Regions from separate parts of the Sus scrofa genome. Here region 1 is linked to region 2. A link is a contact called in public HiChIP or PLAC-seq data. All regions are on one chromosome and are shown on one strand. Each heading gives the region's core, a stretch centred on a gene start, on an enhancer-like site or on the middle of the called end of the contact. The rest is flanking DNA. Distances are from core to core; before and after follow the strand shown.

Region 1 (6,815 bases), core at 3,101-5,600, 960 kb before region 2:
AAAAATCAGGATTTTTACTTCTCTCAAAAAATTAAATGTTTGACACAATGTTTGCATCTGTACAGGGCAGAAACTGGCTGGGGTTGAATAACAGCTGCTCCCTTGAAATGGGACAAGAAGCCTTCAGTTTGTCACAGCCCTCTGCGACCCCTACTGATTCCTAATATGAAGGTAGAAAATCCACTCTCCAATTTTATCTTATACCTGCCCTGAATGTTAGCTGCCTAGTCCATATGGGCATGTGGATTTGCAATCCTCATTTAGAGGGTTTTTTTTAAATTTTTATTATGACTGATTTACAATGTTCTGTCTATTTCTGCTGTACAGCAAAGTGACCCAGTCAAACATTTATATAGATACATTCTTTTTCTCACATTATCCTCCATCATGTTCCATCAGAAGTGATTAGTTGTATAGTCCCCTGTGCCATACCGCAGGATTTCATTGCCTGTCCACTCCAAATGCAACAGTTTTCATCTCTTATTTAGCTTTTGTTTCTGCTTCTGGCTCCAACTCCCAAATGGACTGACTGATGATCAATCTACTTATTAATCTACCAATCCTACTTTCCTTCATTCATCTTTTTTCAAAATGTATTTGTTGAAATAACAAATAATAAGACAAATGCTGATATGAAAAGGGCAGGAAGCAGCATCTACTAACATTAATGTATAATATAGCATCAAGCACTACCTTTATCTATTGTCTATTTTTAAAAAGAAGTGACCCGGAAAATGGGAGCGTTACTCCGAATGACATGGTCTTTTCTGGATCTGTAGGTGTTATTCATACTTCATCCTTTTTCCTGACTCACCTCATAAGCAGCACCTAGATCCTGGAATTTCTCCTGCGCTCGAGGATCGTCAGGATTCCGGTCGGGATGAAGCTGCAGGGCCAGTTTCCTGTAGGCCTTTTTAATATCCTTTATAGAGGCGCTGCGAGGCACCCCCAAGATCTTATAGAAATCTCGCCTGCGGGTGGGGGAGAGGACACTTCGTTAAAGAGTTATACATGACATTTTAAAAAGTGAAATGTTTTCCTTTACATTTACCTTTGTGTTTGAGCAAAGAGGTAGGAAAGTGAGGGTGTATAGGTGACATATACACAAAAAAGAATGACTAAAAAGAGAAGGCAGCTGAATTTGTAATGAGCCTTATGTACTGAAATGAGTGGCTCTGTACTTTTTGAACAATGCTAGAATTACTCAAAAAATCTGTGGCATTCTCTTAGAACTACCTTCAGTCAAGAAAATCATTTTCTTACTTTATGGTCACACATTATTTTCAACCAAGAACTGTAAGATCAAGTTAGCTCTCTTTTTTTCTCCCCTATGACTGACTTCAAATGACTTTTGATTTCTTTCAAAGGTCAAATAATCTCAAAGTGTATTTCTTTATTCAAAAAGATTATGTCACATAAATGTTCTAAGAGTAGCACTCTTGGAATGTTAAAGATGAAGGGACTGAAGTTAACTTCAGAGGTTAACACAGAGGTTAAGTCAAAACCCAAATAAGAACCTTGAAGAGTGAATAACTCCCATTTGAATGTTAAAATTGTGAGGATTATTGTTGTGAGAGAAAAATATCAATTTTGTAGTCATCACTAGTAGTTATATTAGTTTGTCTAGGTCAAGTCTTAATTTGAGACAGCTTCTGAAACCTACATGAAGGCGTCCATAAGTTTTAGCAGCTGCAATATGCACATAGCAAGAGCTAGGAGATAAAGTGGAGATCCACTGACCTCCTTGCCAGGAACTAGGTTGGAGCCAAATTAACTGTAAAGGGAATCTTTGCAGGAAGGGCCAATGGGAAGATAGAATAAGACTAAGAAACTTTCAGGGGAGGGGCCGTATCCAGCCCATAGAAGACACCAATAAATATTCATTGAAATGAGTAAATAAGCATGTTTACAAGTCTATTCCTTTTGCCAGAGTTAGCCAACAAAACTATTCTAAAAATGCATTCTCTCAACCAAGGGGATGGGAAACTGTTCCCACAGAGACAATGTAGTGACAGCAATTTTAAAATACAGCGGGGACAGAGTTCCTGTTGTGGCTCAGTGGTTAATGAATCCAACCAGGAACCATGAGGTTGCGGGTTCGACTCTTGGCCTTGCTCAGTGGGTTAAGGATCCAGCATTGCAGTGAGCTGTGGTGTAAGTTGCAGACATGGCTCGGATCCCGTATTGCTGTGGCATAGGCCGGTGGCTACAGCTCTGATTAAATCCCTAGCCTGGGAACCTCCACATGCCTCAGGAGCGGCCCTAGAAAAGGAAAAAAAATAAAAATAAAAAAATAAAATACAGTGCGGAGCAGAAATGAATCCGACAAGCATCCATGAGGATGCATGTTCAATCCCTGGCCTCGCTCAGTGGGTTAAGGATCCGGCATTGCCCTGAGCTGTGGTATAGGTCACAGATGCGGCTTGGATGGGGCGTTGCTGTGGCTGTGGCATAGGCCAGCAGTTACAGCTCCAACTGGACCCCTAGCCTGGGAACTAGGTCATACCCCAGGTGAAGCCCTAAAAAGACAAAATTTAATTAATTAATTAATTTAAAAAAATAAAATGCAGTGGGGAAAAATGCATTGGGGTACCAAAGTCCAAGTAATATAAGACAGTATCTTAAAAAAATTACTTCATAAGCTTTTAGTTACAACTCAGGAAAAATCATTTAATCGTTTTATAAGTTTTTAAAACTCTCACTGACAAGGAGTTCTGTGAGGATTAATTAGGTGTTTTATTCTCCTCCAAAAAATCTGCAAAAACTTGACATCTCTTGGGACAAGAACTAAGTACATCAAAAGGTTCACTGAAGTTAGTGACAAAAAAGGAAACTATATAAAGAATGAGGCTTACTTGGAAAATGCTTAATATAAAAATGCTTAAGTAACAGCTGAGAAAAATACAGGGAAAAGATGGCTGGCACAGCTCAGCATGAACATCACATTTTCCAAGAGATTCCTTTATGAAAGACTGCAGTTTATAGCTGACAGTTTATGGTTCTTACTGACATCCTGTTTAAACACCTTAAAGTAGTAACAAAAACAGGTTTAAAAAACCACAATAAAGCATTACCTAAGAGAAGTTAATTTTTATTTTAGAAATTTAAGATGTTTCACAAGAAAAAAAAAATAACAAGTTTAAGCATATATACACAGGAAAAAAACTTTTAAGAGAATAACAAGCACTTAAAAGTTTAAAGCTCTGCTAGGTAGTGCCTTCTCCATTCAGAGCGACTTATAAATTGTTAGAAGCTACGACTTTACTATTGCCCACATTCTAAAATATGAACCTGGCATATCACATCCTGTGGTCGGTCACGAAGCCCATAGGATAGTGGCTTAAAGACTGGAGATTCTCAAGAGTTCAGATGGCCCTACTTCCTTCAAACAGGTGGCACATTATCACCCACATGGTAATGAGATGAGAATTTAGGTGTTCCTTCAAGGTCACAAAATTCCTAAGTGGGGTGGGGGTGGGTGGGTAGAATCCCAGTCTACTACCTTCTGCCCAAATACCATTCAGCTTCTCAAGAATGCTCCATGTGGATAGACAGTGAGGCATGGTGACAGCTAGGACACAGTATTCCAAGAAGCTGAGAAGTAGGAGGACTCTACAAAGGGTCTGCCTTGCTCCCTCAATCCAACTTCCTTCAGTCCCAGAATTGCTTCCCTACCTGTTCTCCTCACTTCTTCACTTGGACTGGCATCATAACCCATCCTCTTTAATGCCAGCCCAATGGCTCGTTGCAGACTCAACACTGTATCATTCTCCTCCTCAGCTCAGCAACCCACCCCCCACTCCCTCACCCCATCCCTCGTATGGTAGGGCATCCAACTCTCACTTCTCTGGGCAAATTTAGCTTTTAAGGGCCTCCGGGTCTAAGCCCCTCTTACCCGTGTCACCCACTGCTCTCTCTGTCCCACTAGCCCAGCCCACCACTACCCACTCCTCCTCTCTACCGCCTCACCACAGCAACACCCCTCTCCACCCCCCACCCAGTCTGACAATGCCCCATCTTCCCTCAGCCTCCTTCCCAGCCAAGACTGACTTAAGGGTCCTGTGCCCGCGGCTGGCAGTTCCTCACCCGGCGATCACGGCCCCGATGAGGTACAGCAGCAACAGGCAGAAGGTGCCCAGGTTCTGCGGGGCCATGGTCTTTCTGAGCGAGCCCCTGCCCCCCGGCACTCCTCACAGCCTCCGCCGCCGCCGCGTCGGCTCGCCAGCCCACCCGGTCCTGAGAAGCCGCCTCACGCCGGGGTCTCCGACTCGGTCGAGACCGACAGCTACCTGGCCCCCTCCTCTACCAGTCCACTTCCCGGGAGTCCTGAGTCCCGGCGAGAGAAGCCCCCGGCGGGTCAGAGCCAATCGCTGCTCTGGACATCACACGCGGCCGGCGCCTCTCAGCCAATCAGCGCAGTACACTTCACCTCCGAGGCGGCGCGGGCGGCCACTTAGGCTTCAGAATTGCAGCCGCAGCTCCCGGCCAATTATAAGGGGAAACGTCAGAGAATCGCGCCGCCGCAGAAATCCTCTCAGCCCCGGTATCTGCGAGTCGGAGAAAATTACGTAAAGATTGCTGGGGAAAGGGTTCCCAGAGCTCGCAGCTCGGGTACACGAAGTTTCCCTCCGCCCGCCTCCTTGGACTCTCCACCAATCACGAGGCTCCACCTCCAGCACTGACCAATTGCGGGAGGGAGGTATTATCTTGGTTACAAGTCTCGGAATTTCATTCATATTGAGCTAGGAGCTGGCCGCTAGGGAGGGGACACTCGCGAAGTGGGCGGAGGCAAAGACTAAACTCCAATGGTATGGCGGACGCAGAGCTTATACCATGTTTTACCTTCTCGGAGTTCCCATTAAGGCTCAGCGCTAACGAACCCGACAAGTATCCATGAGGACTCGGATTAGATCCCTGGCCTCACTCAGGGGGTTAAAGACTCCGAGCTGCAGTGTAGGTCACAGACGCAGCTCGGATCTGGCATTGCTGTGGCTGTGGTGTAGGCCGGCAGCTGCAGCTCAGTTTGGACCCCTAGCTTGAGAACATCCATATGCTGCAGGTGTGGCCCTAAAAAGACAAAAAAAACCCAACAAACACAAAACGAATATATTTTACTTTCTCTAACAAACCCAAGAGAAAACTGTCTCGGTTTGGCAAAGAAGAGGCCTGATGAGAAGAGGCCGTGGAAGCAGACAGACTCGGGTTCGGATTCAGCTTCTACCACTTCCTGGCGGTGAGAGCATGTTTAGTTTCCCCTCCTTGTCCTCGGATCAAGCGCAAACTTCCTTATCGACAAACCTGAGGCAAAGTGTTTACTGGTAGTGTTGTGAAATTTTAATAGGAGAAAATCTGTAAACCATCTAGTACTGGCACATAGTAAGCACACAAAGAATATTAATTACAGTTAAGAGAATACTAATCCCCCACCCCCGGGCTTAGTTTTGCTCATTTCAGTAAACGCACCACCTAGTTGTTCACGTTAAAACTTTGTCTTCTTTGATACCTCTCCTCTATCCCCTATTCAGAGCTTTACCTTGAAACCATATCCTGAATCTTGAAACCATATCCTGAATCCGTCTGCAAGTCTCCATCTCCACATCTCTGAGCCAAGTGATCTCACATCATCTCCCATGTGGCAAGGGCTTCCTAAGTGGTCTCCCTGCCTTCACTCCTAGTTATCTTAGCTTCTTTTCTCACCGCCTCCCCTTTTTCTGCATGATTTTTAACAAACATGTCAGGTCATGTCATTTCTCTACTTAAAAGCTGTGGATGGCTTTTCATTACACTTAGAGTAAGCTCCCAACTCTTTATGCTAGCTTATAGAAACATTTCTCAATAAACCTGGGGGAAAAAGAACAAAACCCTTATATGATCTGTACCCTCACCTAGTACATACTCCTTACCACCTTTCAGCAAGACACTTTTCCTTTCTCTCTTCTGAATACACCAAGTTCATTCCTATAGGGGCTTTGTTCTAGCTGTTCTCTTGCCTAAAATGCTTTTCCCTCAGATCCTAACATAGGTGACTCCTTTTTAAACTCAGATAACAGCTTAAATTTACCACCTCACAGAAGACTTCTCTGACCAACCAATCAAAATTAACCCCTACCAAGTCCCTATTCTTATATTGCCCTATTTTTTAAAATTATTTTCATCCTGTCCCCATTACTAACACACGCTGGAATGCCAATTTCAGGAGAGCATGAATCTGGACTGTTCTGTTCACAGCTGTCTAGAACAGCAACTTAGAACAGAGCCTGCCACAGAGTATAAACATCCCTTCCACTGTGATCTTCCTGTGCTGGTTTCTTATTCTTCAAGCCTCAGCTCAGATTAGATATCCATCCTTTTTCCCAAATTTCGTAGCACTTACTAATACCTGGAGTTTTTTTTTTCTTTCTACAGTCACACCTGCAGCATATGTTAAGTTCCCGGGCTAGGGGGTCAAAGCAGAGCTGAAGCTGCAGGCCTAGCCACTGCCACAGCCACACCAGATCCCAGCCACATCTGCAACCAAACTCCACAGCTTGCAGCAACACCAGATCCTTAAACCACTGAACGAGGCCAAGGGTCGAACTCCAATCCTCACGGATACTATGTCGGGTTCTTAACCTGCTGAGTCACAATGGGATTATTCCATTTTATTTTCCTAATGTATTATCTATTCTCCCTGTTAAAATATACACTCGAAGAAAGCAAGGACCTTATCTAGTTTGTTCACTACTCTAAATCCTAGTGCCTAGCACTGAGTCAGACACAATACAGAGAGGTAAGAGGTAGACCAGGTTACTGCTTTCAGGAAGATGCCCTCTAGA
Region 2 (6,981 bases), core at 1,646-4,145:
AGGAAAAAGACTTACTTTTCACTGTATATACTTTTTATCTTTTGAATTTTGTCCATACATATATTTTTCCTATTGAAAAAGCTATTTTTTTAATTAATATTTAATACCTAATCTTGGTCTTTTGGCTGGTACTTCATCAGTGTCCACTGTAGAAAAGAGACTGCTGAAAAAAGAGAAGAGAGACATAATATATATGCATATATGTTCATATACACACATTTCCATTTCTATAAGTAAGCTTACTATTCAAACACACCCTCTTCCATTCACTCTGTCATAAAATGAGATCTAACTGATGTTTATGCTATAGTAGGTCTTCAGCTTTTGAGGATGTGGAGATCTAAAATTCCCTATTATATAATCATGTGTAGTCTGGCTAGACTACAAACATGAAACTGGCCAGAAATCTTTACTAGTAAACGAATATAGGTAAAAGCTTAGGACCAGTTATTCCCTTTCTCTCCAAAAATGATTTAAGAATAATTTCCTTCTGAAAGATGACAGCTTCCCCAGAAGAAAATCATTTTTTACTTCAGATAGAAGTAGACAATTTAAGAATTGTCTACTTAAAAGACAGTTCTGGTGTTCCCATCGTGGCTCAGTGATTAACGAATTCAACTGGGAACCATGAGGTTGTGGGTTCAATCCCTGGCCTTGCTCAGGGGGTTAAGGATTCAGCGTTGCTGTGAGCTGTGGTGTAGGCCGGCAGCTACAGCTCCGATTAGACCCCTAGCCTGGGAACCTCCATATGCTGTGAGTGCAGCCCTAGAAAAGACAAAAAAAAAAGACAGTTCTTAGCCAGAAAAGGGTGTTATATTTAACTGTGTTTTTATCATGGAAACTATATTACAGTGATAAAGAATTTGGAAATTCAGAAAAGTTTTGGACCTATATCTCAAAAATTTGTAAATTCAGAAAAGTTTTTGGACCTATATCTCAAGGTTAAAGCTTCACAGTTAACCATCTTTCTTTTCATTTCTTTTTTTTTTTTTTTTTTTTTTGGCTTTTTAGGGCTGCACTTACGGCATACAGAACTTCCCAGACTAGGGGTCCAATTGGAGCTATAGCTGCCGGCCTACGCCACAGTTCATGGCAATGCCAGATCCTTAACCCACTGAGCGAAGCCAGGGATCGAACCTGCAACCTCATGGTTCCTAGTCGGATTCATTTCCACTGAGCCATGACAGCAACTCCTATAATCATCTTTCTAAAGATGATTAGGAATGATCCTATTTACAAAAGAAAAAACAGAATAAATCTCAGGAGAATACCATTTGGTTCATAACTTTCAACATCCCACGAAGACTTTTTGGCTTCATTTGGACTGAAAAATGGCTTACAATGAAGAGTTTATATCAATTAAGGATGTATAATAAAGAACAGGATTTTGATCTACAAGCCAGTTTCCCTGACCAGCAGAGATTTGCATTAAAAATAAAGGACGAGGGAGAGGGAATTAACATTCCCTTATTCAATAAATATATACAAGTGCCTGTCATGCTCCGGCCTCTGCACAAGGCCCTTGGAGTAGAATAAACAAACACTACCCTTATATGCATTAAGCATCATTTTAGGCACAACTTGTATTCAAATGATCCTTGTATTAACTCCACAGAAAATTATAAAAAACACAATGAAATCTTGCCCTCTCTAGAACATAGGATGGAATTTAGCCCAAAGCCAATTTCATCATGAGCAGCATTCTTAGATTCATGTATTAATTAATCATCTTTGTCTCAAGCTCCAAGAAACCAACCTTCAATCTTGAGGCTTAATAAAAAATTAAATTAATACCTGACCACTAAAAGTTGGGTGTGGGTATGTACAGACTTAGTATGGTATTTTATTCTCTCGATTAATTCTTAGGGAAGGGGGTGGACACAATGAAATGGGACAAACCAACAGGTAAATGCAAAGAACAACTTTTAGTTTCTCCAAAATTTTAACAGAATTTTAGAGTACAGACTAGTGATCTTTTTAAAGTAATCAGATATCTATTTTTTTTTCTCATACACTAATTCTAAAGCACAGAATCACTCTCCCTCCTCCCGACAACACACACACACACACAGTTTGACAGCTGTTTTAGAACAAGACAGCTGCTGTCTCTTGTTGCTAAGAGAACAGTACGTGTGGTCAAAAGGACTTTGGGCAAGCTATGATTCTCACCTCCCTTAACTGCGCTTATTGCGCACAGATGACACCTGGGGGTGTGCTTTGCAAACAGTGAGCCACAACAAAGACAGTTTTCCTTCAATTTTCAGTATTCAACCTAAGAGCAGCAAAATATGACAAAGCTCTATTTGTTAACAGCAACCAGCTTGGGCTCTGATGAGAAAGATCCTAACCATCAACTACTGGCTCCTTCCATCATCAGGAGCCGCATCCACACAGCGGGGAGGAGCGACTACGTCACCAGGACGCCCGCGATCCGCACCTCGACCACCTCCGCCCAGCTACCTGTTTCTGCCAAGCGGGGCCTGCCTGGTTGGGTCAGCGCTAGGCTAGCCGAGCCCCGGGTGGGGGAGGGGGAGTGCCAGGCCGGCGTTCGGCCCCCTCTCCTCTCACCTGTTCGAGCGCCGCCTCTTCAGGAGAGCCCGGGAAGAGGGCACCGGCCGGTCACAAAAACGGAAAATGGTGCCGAGAATCCTAACCAGCCATTTGTACATACCAGGCCCAAGCAGCAGCGGCGGCCGACACACCCCGAGACGCAAACCCCAGAGCTGTCGCCGCCGCTGCCGCCTTCTCCGCCTCGGCCACCACCGCCAAGGCTCAGTCGCCGAGTTGTGACGCGGTCCTAGGGCCCACAGATACAACGTCCCTTGAGCTACAGGAGGCCCCCGCTAGCCACCGCTCCTGACGTCACCTCCTCCCGCCCGACCGGAAAGCATCCTCATTCTCAGTTTGCGCACGCGCAACCTAGGTCCCCACCTCCTGAGCCTAGCAACCAGAATGCCTGCGGGAAGGTTCCAGTCCAATCGCTGACGAGATCGCAAGGGATGTGGGCGGGGTATTCTCTTCGGCGGAGCCAATCCTGAGACTGCCCGAGGGACAAGCCCACCGGCCGCACAAGAGCGTTCTCTACCCTGGAGTGAGCGCTCCAGGGGCCTGCAATACTGCAGGTGATCATTAAATGTTTGTTGAATGCACAAAATAAAGGTTAGTCAGGCTAATTAACAAACGTTCACCCTGCTAGGATCCCTTTACTTTGCACATACTTTATGCCTGGTATTTTTACACGCAGTCAACTTCATTTCTCTCAGCAACCTCAGGAGATGCAGAACCTTGTGCCCACTTTTAATCAGTAAGGAAATCGAGGGATAGAGCGATTAAGTAATTGCCTACGGTCACAAAACTAGCTAGTACCACGGATGGAATTTGAACCAGGGTCTGTGTACCAACACCAGTCTCTTGCCCTTGAGATCAGTCTACTGGGAGATATGATTACAAATTACACCTCAAGACAATTGGTTGTAAGTAAACTGCACTTAAGTTAAATTTTTAAAAAGATGATTGGGAGGTCCCTTGTGGTACAGAGGGTTAAGAATCAGGTGTCATCATTGCAATTTCTAGAGTCCCTGCAGTGGCACAGGTTGGATCCCTTGCTAGAGAACTTCCCTAAGTCCTGGGCGTGGCCAAAAAACGAAAAAGAAAAAAAAAGGCTGTTGTGATAAAGGTGGGTACAGAGTGCAGTAGGAGCCAAAGAAAGGAAAACTGGATGGGAAAAGGACGGGAAGGGCAGAACTCAAAAAAGTCTTCACAGACACTTAAGAATGGAAGGCTCCCTGTGGCCTACTAGTAGTACCTACTAATACCCCCTGAGCTGCCAAGAAGTCCTGCTAACTACTCTCCCTCTCTTGTCTAGAGGTTCCCAGTAACGATCAACAATAGAAAAATAACCACCCTTCTTATTACTGGAAAATCCAGTCCCCTACCTAACACTCCTGGGAATATGCAAAGGTTTTCTTGCCCACGAATCCATCCCTGGAAATACTTGATCTTTAATCTGTGATTCAGTTAAGGTTGGACTTCCAGACTTGCTTGAACTTCAACAGAGACACTCCCTAGTACAGTCTCATCCTTGTTCAATAAATATTTTTCTGCAGCAAGCCACCTCCTAGAGCCACAGAACCACCAGCTACCCACCTGTGGCTACCCACCACTCTGGCCTGGGCTGGGGATAGGAGCAGTTCCTGGAGGGTAGAAGCAAATCCTAAATGTGGGCATGGGCTCCTCCCTCAATTCCCTAAAATATAGCTAATACCAGGCCATTACAGATAGTCTGGGAATAACAGGAGAATTACAAAGCTGAGAAAGTTTAGAAGTGGCTATTACAAATACAGCATCTAGGGAGTTCCCATCATGGCTCAGCAGAAACAAATGTGACTAGTATCCATGAGGACACAAGTTCAATCTCTGGCCCCGCTCAGTGGGTTAAGGATCCGGCGTTGCCACGAACTGTGGTGTAGGTCACAGACGCAGTTCGGATCTGGTGTTGCTGTGGCTGTGGCCTAGGCCGGCAGCTACAGCCCCGACTGGACCCCTTGCCTAAGAACCTCCACAAGCCGTGAGTACAGCCTTAAAGAGACAAAAAAAGAAGAAGAAGAAGAAGATGATGAAGAAGGCTACCAGCAGGGCAGTTCAGCTGTGTCCCAAAAGTCCCTTCTACTATAAAAGCTGGTCTTTGCTTTTGTCAAACCAAGAACACTTAAGTATCAGGAAGGAATTCTCCAAAACAAAGGAGTGGCCTTCATTCGAAACATAAACCAGAACACTCCGAGGTTGCTTTAGAATAGCACTTTCTCCCAGGTCCTGGCCACTAAGATTTAAGAAACATTGGCATCATGTTACAGAGAAGTCTAGTACAACATCACAACGTATTTTTTTTTCTGCCTCATTGGAGCAAGTACCCAATACTGGAATGTCGGTCACCCGCCAAGAAAAGTCGGAGGGCTTTGGAATTACAGACCTCAGTCCATATCTCTGGACCTCATCAACAAACAATAACTATGCCAGCCCTTCCATGAGCACAACCCCCCACCCCCACCACTTTGTGTCCTCTTAGTGTCTCTAGTCACCCTCTGAAGTGGAGAAAGAAAGGGGATTCAGCCTTACAGTCGCTTCCGCTTGGGTCTTGTCTGCCAGTTGGTGCCTTCGATGTCCTGTCGTCCACAGTAGAGGTAAGGACCACTGTCCATCCACTGACCAAGGAGTGGGATTATCCTTACTCCCAAATCCACCCCTTCTGCAGCCATTCCCAGACCCAGGAACTCTTCACCGGAGGCCCAGAGGAGAACTCCAAAATCACAGGGAGTTACAAGGATGTTGAGGTTTCTGCTCTTGGTTTGAATAACTTGCACCCGTGCACCGGCAGAGGAGCACAACCTCATGGCTTAAGTTTTTGTAGGGTATTTCACCCGATTGCCCTAGTTTTCCAAAAAGATCCCCTTCCTCCGGTGGAGATCCTCTCCTTCAGGCCTTATCAGCGCCCCTCCCCCATCTTTCTCAAAACCTACCTCCTCTCCACAGAACAATGAAAACCCAGCCCTCCAATCCGTTCTTTAGTCTTGCAGATTTTCCCTTTGCCTGCATTCTTGGAGTGCTGAAAGATTTCCTCTCAGCTTTGTTTTTGCTGACCCCTGTTGGAAGGGAGATCTGGGCCTTTTGATGGGAGGGGGTAGGGGCCCATAGAGGAGATGTTGGCTTGGGCCTAATGTACCTAAAATCTAACAAGGCTCACCACTTTGAAGATTAATTCCCTTCCAGGCACCAACTCCTCTGGTACTCAAGAAAAACATGTCCTTTTGGTCTTCTGGTCTTTTTTTTTTTTTTTTTTTTTTTGTCTTTTGTCTTTTTATGGCCGCACCCTCAGCACACGGAGGTTCCCAGACTAGGGGTCGAATCAGAGCTACAGCTGCCAGCCTTCGCCCCAGCCACAGCAATGCAGGATCTGAACCAAGTCTTCAACCTACACCACAGCTCTTGGCAATGCCTGATCCTTAACCCACTGAGTAAGGCCAGGGATGGAACCTGCAACCTAATGGTTCCTAGTCGGATTTGTTTCTGCTGCGCCACAAGGGGAACTCGTGGTCTTATTCAATCTGTCTGATAATAACTTTGGCTTTGTTATGCCAAAAGCAGGTAGAGCTGTCTTGTCCTAGATTTCATTACATTTGTTCACATCAACTGCAAATGGCTTGGCCTGCCTAATGTGGAGAAATAACAGCACCAGGCCTTCCCTAAGTCTATTTCTGAATCTGTAAAACAGAGTTCATCAAACCTGCCTCTCAGATCTGTGGGCACAATAAACAAGTTTATGTATGTGAAGGGCTTACTTCAAGGCCCAGCATAGCTAAGTGTTCAGTGTTTCTCTTCCCTCCACTTCCTTCTCATATCTAAAAAGTCATTTAACTTGCCACTTCTGCATCCTACATTTACCACAAATCTGTCCCTTCCCCTTTCTAAGGCTGCTCACCTTGAGCTCTAACCCTCCCCCTTCACTGAGGGAACTAAGCTGCACGGAAGGGTGATCCAAGTTTTACAGAAAACCCCTAGAAAAGAAAAAACGGAGAGCACCAAAACTAGTTAGAACCCACCAGGCCCAAGATGGCAGAAAACCTGACCTCCAGGAGACCTTGAATCTCATTATATGCTCATTGTAATACATTTGCATGCTAAATAGCATACCCACCCAAGCCCTGACAGTTGTCGGTTGCCATGGCAACAGCTGGAAGAACCCATACAAGGACTGAAAATGGGTGTTGTCCCAGTTCCCAGCATACCACACCCCCATTCTCAGATAAATCCTGAATAATCTTCCCTCTTTTTACTCAATTCCCTCCTATTACCTAGACCCTCCTATACACAAGGTGTCGCAGGCTGAGGCAGCTTGAGAAGTTAATGTGCAAACTAAATTCCTACTTCTCCATTCTCCGGCCATCAAATAATGCTTGTACCATTTCAGTCTCAGCATCTGTTGTT

What was found. HiChIP or PLAC-seq counts read pairs in DNA pulled down with a chosen protein or histone mark.
Region 1: an H3K27ac HiChIP or PLAC-seq map of alveolar macrophages shows a contact between it and region 2. The contact joins the promoter of DNAJB11 here to the promoter of SENP2 in region 2. A contact is called at or near these places in 2 of 47 Hi-C or Micro-C datasets (heart right ventricle and mesenteric adipose tissue) and 1 of 2 datasets of contacts at active chromatin or transcription factors (alveolar macrophages).

Annotation. Positions count from the first base shown.
Region 1 is chr13:124,388,505-124,395,319 of Sscrofa11.1, reverse strand. It overlaps DNAJB11 (DnaJ heat shock protein family (Hsp40) member B11), which reads right to left and starts at 4,350. Exons shown (of 10, transcript NM_001244346.1): 1 at 4,087-4,350; 2 at 815-971. The coding sequence starts at 4,154.
Region 2 is chr13:123,425,829-123,432,809 of Sscrofa11.1, reverse strand. SENP2 (sentrin-specific protease 2) reads right to left here and starts at 2,895. Exons shown (of 17, transcript XM_021069989.1): 1 at 2,569-2,895; 2 at 108-163. The coding sequence starts at 2,669.